2 separate regions of the Anas platyrhynchos genome follow, and region 2 is linked to region 1. Evidence: chromatin contacts called from public Hi-C data. All regions are on one chromosome and are shown on one strand. The core of a region is the stretch at or near the end of the contact, and the rest is flanking DNA. Distances in the headings are between cores, read along the strand shown.

Region 1 (2,532 bases), core at 18-2,517:
CTAACTGAGCAGGAGCCATTAGCCATGACTCTTGTGGGACTACTCGCCATTTAGCAGCAGCTCCTCCTACCACATGCTAGGATAGCTACAGCCAAAGCTAAAGCAAATCTCCAGAAGCAGAGCTGCCACCAACTGCAGGGCTGGCATCTTTTTGGCTTCTAAGTGGGAATTTGCACTGAGCAAGGTTGTTTACAGTGGATTCAACTTAGTTATGCTACTCACCTGTTTGCTGGAACAGGTCTTTTTCTCTATAACTCTTCATACAAGCAGAGATGATCAAAAGTACCAATCTTGGTCAATGCTATTGTCATGGCCTCTAGGGCACCACTAGCTGCAATACCCCTGACTACTCCGAGGCGCTCCCCACACCCTACCCATGGCCCTAGACCACATTTCAGCCCCTGGGGCCATGAGCCCCTGCCCCAGTGATGTTGCAGTAGGGCTGGCCTCCAGATCCTCACAGCCTTGTCCCACTCATGGCCAGGGTGGTGGGATGGGCCCTGCTGCTGGGTTAGGCACTGCTGGCCTGGGCTTGCTGCCCGGCTCTGAAGGAGCTGCTGGCCTTCATTGCACTGGTGCTCTTCTCCAAATCATATCAGGGGGTTACTTCCTGCCTGCACTACTCAGCATGCAAACGAAAGACAACAGAACCAAAATCAAACTTACAGGGCTTTTGTAAACCTTCCACAATGCCTTCTGCAAGAAAGAGTGACAGATGAGTTTGTGAAAAGTACAGGAAAGGAGACCTAAAAACAAGCAAATTGTCTAAAATGGTGTCCAGGCTCTTCTAGCACGCTCTTGGCAAATCTTGGCACTTGTCTGGTTAGGCTGTGATGGCTCAGGAGGTTCCTGACCTCAGCTGGTGACCTGTTGCACTAAGTCTGATAGGGATCAACAAGAGCCCTTGGCCACCACAGTCCTCATCTTAGTGAACTGAATTAGCCGCAGCCACCTCAGCTTGTGTCAATATATCAGTCTGTTGCCTACAGCGTGGGCACACTACTACTTCTGATGAAACAGTGATGGGGCAATAATCTGTGGCAATGAATGGGCAACTTGGACAAGAAGCATTTTAAAATCACCTCAGCATGAACCCCCAGAGCTTAAGAGTTTCAGGACAAAAGTCAGTTTAGTATCTTCAAATGTATGCATGTCACTCCTTCCTCTTTCAAAAGGCCACGAAATTGTGTCTGCCCACTTTGTCGTCTTGTTCCATTACACTTAGAGGAGCCTATATTTGTCACAGCTCTAGTGAAAACTTTCTATTTTTCATTTCTCCATTTCTCACTGCTCATCCTCCCACCATGCGTCACCTGTTTCCTTAACCTCCCACTCAAGAAACAGTGCTTCCCCTTTCCATCTTACATACATCATTGTTATAATTAAAAGTTTTGCTGACGACAGCTCATATGCAGAGCCTTGGGCTGAAGGAAAGGGGGAGGCTGTCTGAGCTGAGATGTTGGAGAGCCTGATATCCTACTGGGGCAAATGAGTTCTCAGAAATTTCATAGGAATGCAGATGAGCATGTTCCCTTGTCTAGTTTTCCTGGTCCCTCATCTCCAGACAGGCTGGTCTCCATTCTAGGACACCCCCAATGAAGTTGCTGTTCCACTGACAGCTACACATCTGGCAGTTCACAGTCCTTGTGGGATGATGACGTTTTGCTGTTGCTGTCTCAATCTTGTTGTCTGCCACAAGTGTGGAGCTCTCAGGCCTCAGGGAGCAGGTCTTTGCTTTAAAGGCTAAAGCAGAATGGAGGACCAAGTGTCACCATACAGAAGAAGTGTAAGCAAAGAGACCCAACATATTTACATATTTAAACTTCTAAAGTGCTGTTAGCATAAGGTCTCATGTTTTCAGGTCCTAATTTCTGACTTCTGTGGAATGTCTCTGTTCAAAGCAGTTGAACCAAAACATCAGTAAAATGTCTTTCCAATCTAAAAAATGGAAGATCTGAAGCATACCTGAGGGCAAAGCAATGTAACAGTACGCATTTACAAACGGCCATTTCCATCAGCATTCCTGAGAGGGCTTCTGGAGGCAAAATACATGCAGTCAGATAGTTAGCTGGATGCCAGGAGCTCCATAGCAGATTAATTTGGGATGCCTCCCATATGATAAGCAGGGCTGAACTGGGGGAAACAGATTCTCAATGGGTGGTTCTGGAGGATCTGAATGATCTGAACTCATTAGAAAATGGAAAAACTTTCAGAACATATATAGTTGGATTCAAGTAAACTAAAGTGAAACCAGTGATGGCACTTAAAAAGGTGTTAGGATATTTTTATTTATTTATTTGGTTTTAATTGAAGAAAGGGAGAATCTGACAGTTGCTAAAACATGATTCAGAATGGCAGATACTGAGTGGAGGCAGTCAGTGAAGCTTTATCCTCCAGTGAATAACAACAGTTTTGTGAAACAGGAGACAACAGCAGAAGAGAAATAGTAATGTATATTAGAGAAAACTTTATGCCAAATGAAAGTAATAAACTAATTATGTTTACAAGCAGCAGAGAATCTGTATAGTCTGA
Region 2 (2,532 bases), core at 15-2,514, 71 kb before region 1:
AGCTCCTTTCAATAGCTGAGCTGATTTAATCATTTGCCATTGCCAGAAGGAGACACCCCTCCTCACTCTATTCTTTCCCCTCCTCGTGCCACTTTATATGAGTCTTGGTGCTCACACAACTGCTCTGTGAGCTCATTAAACTAATGTCTCCGAATACTAATCAAGCAAAGAGCTGTATAATTTCCTGAGAACGAGGTTGGCACACGTAAAGAGATGCAATCACACGTTTGGGGGAAAGGGAGTGGGACCTCTCCTGAAAAGCGAGCTGTGCTGACCTTCCCCACCTCAGTAACATCACACTGAAATGAAAATAATCTACTGCATTATGTCATAGCATAAGAAGAGCTGTATTTTTTGTTCTACACTCCAAAGCTGCATTTTTTTGGGGCAGCCCGTCTCCAGTCCTATTACAGGACGTTGTTGTGCATCGCTGCGGTTTAGCAGGGCAGGCAGCTAGACACCACAAGGCTGCTGGGTGTACCAGGACAGACAACTGGGGCGTTATCACCATGCTTCAAGGCTCTGTTCCCTGAAGATGCTGGCACCCAGAAGGCACAGAAGACAACGCATAACCCAAACCTCTAACACCACAGGTCGAGGGGAGGCAATTCGCCAGGCAGTTCTGCATAAAGCCCTTATGGACGATAAGCTGCGTGTTCGGGGCACGTTACCATTCTCTTCCAAGAGGCACACCAGCGCATGAGTGTCGAAGAAGAGCCTCCTGCTGCCCAGCAGGGAGGCGCTGCCCTTGCCCTGCGAGGACCCTGGCGCTGAGGTGCTGACACCTGGAGGGGGGGGAAGAAAAAACAACGAAAAAAACCCACATTTTTATGAGGAAACGGCCAACCGAGGAGCACCCACCCGACTGGGGAGCTCCCTACGAGCATCCTAACGACGCCATGTGTTAAGCAACGCACGCCTTTTGGCTATCGCGACAGGCTGCGATGGGCTTTACCGCCAACCCCGAGACGTGCCCCCCCGTCCCGTCCCCTCACCACCCTCCTCTGCCCTTCTCCCCCCGCCCCCCCCCGAGCGAGGGGCGCGCGGCGCTCACGTGACGCGGCGGCGGCGGCACGGTGCGGGAGGGCGCCTCGAGGCCGCAGCACCAGCAGCGCCCGCCTCCCGCCGCTCACGGCCGCCGGGGCCCGGGCCATGGCTCCCGGTGCCGACCGGAGGGAGGAGGGGAAGCCGCCGCTACCGGAAAGCCATGGCTGGGCTCCCTGCCCCGCCGCCTACCCTTCCGCCACGGCCCGCCGCCCGCTTCCGCATCCGGGGGTTGGCTTTGTGGTTGGCGGCGCGGTGGTGGAGGGGAAAGCGAAGCGGGCGGGCGGCTCCGGCGGGAGTTTGGGGGTGGTGGGGACGGACAGAGACAGACAGACAGACAGACAGACATCACTTGTTTTGTGCATGTTCTGCTTTTAAAGGAAATGTACTTGATATTTACAGAGAGCTAAGATGAGAGGAAGTGTGCTCCGAGCACCGTCCCTCCTCAAGCAGCACTTCCCTCACAGGGAGCTTACTTTCCAGCACCTTTGCTTCCTCATCCCCAAATCAGTGATTGCAATAAATCGATACACGGATCAAATCGTTGGTGTGTGTCTTTGTGAGGACAGCTGAACCCCCGCAGCACACAGCAGAAACTTGCCTAATGGGCATTGCCTCTGCGTGGATGCTGCGTGCCCGGGGCCTGGCGTTAGCCTGGCAGTAATTCCTGGCATGTATGAGTGCAAGCGGTTGTCTTGGTCTTGTCTAGATGACCTCCTAGTTGTCTAGATGACCTCCTTCAGCCAGCTCATCCAGGGTCAAGTCCGTGCTGGTGCCCATCTTCACCTTCTCTAAGGGGAGCAAAGTCATAGCCGCTGCCTACGGAGGTCTCCCAGAGCAGGCAACCTTTTCTCTTCATGTCAGGAATCAGCTTGGACAATTTTCCCCATTTTGGCCTCCTCAGTGTTGTCCCGTGGAAGTCGTTACCTCCTCCTTAGAGGCTACAAATGAAAGATGTGCAGAAGGTTGCACGCTCAGGATCCCAAAATGTTGACCCTCGCAGGCATGCAGTGTTCACTAATCCATGGAGTTACAACCCCCTCCTAGGTCACAACAATGGAATCGGCAAAGAAGGAATTATTTTTAAAAGCGGCATGGTGGAAATGGCAAAGTAATGCTAAGTACAAAATAATGACTAATAATGATATCTGCTGTGCTGTGGGAGCTGTTCACGTGAAAATTAGAGGGGAGGGTGAAACGAACTCTGTGAGGTATTTCCAACTTCAGCGACGGCTGCAAAGAAAGCAAAGGCAACCCTAGGATATAACAAGCATGGTATTTTCAGTAGTGTTATTGCCCCTCCAGTATAGCTGCATTTCAAATGACAGCACTAGTCACTGCAGTACAGGAAGGATGAGTGCATATTCACAGTGATCACCTCGTGTCAACAGGAGCGTTAAGAGGAGCGAAGGGACTTTGCTGTCACAGGAGGTTGAAAAGAGACTGGCAAGGGGATCTTGTTTCTATCTGTAAACAGAACAGGAGTGT

What was found. A called contact is a pair of places that touch in the nucleus more often than the background predicts.
Region 2: a Hi-C map of subcutaneous adipose tissue shows a contact between it and region 1, with 2.3 times the contacts expected there. The contact joins the promoter of MCUR1 here to the enhancer-like site in region 1. A contact is called at or near these places in 2 of 8 Hi-C or Micro-C datasets (F1 follicle and subcutaneous adipose tissue).

What each region holds. Positions count from the first base shown.
Region 1 is chr2:108,049,711-108,052,242 of IASCAAS_PekinDuck_T2T, reverse strand. No RefSeq gene overlaps it. Among named protein-coding and RNA genes, the nearest start is that of CD83, 7.7 kb to the right of the region's middle. Within about 2 kb of position 1,267, at least 1 of the 8 cell types and tissues checked has an H3K27ac peak or open chromatin away from gene starts, as enhancers often do. A contact at or near this core is called in subcutaneous adipose tissue, where this site is marked.
Region 2 is chr2:108,120,520-108,123,051 of IASCAAS_PekinDuck_T2T, reverse strand. It overlaps MCUR1 (mitochondrial calcium uniporter regulator 1), which reads right to left and starts at 1,264. Exons shown (of 9, transcript XM_027451247.3): 1 at 1,055-1,264; 2 at 672-785. The coding sequence starts at 1,154. LOC140001556 (a long non-coding RNA gene) reads right to left here. Exons shown (of 3, transcript XR_011806874.1): 3 at 1,379-2,087.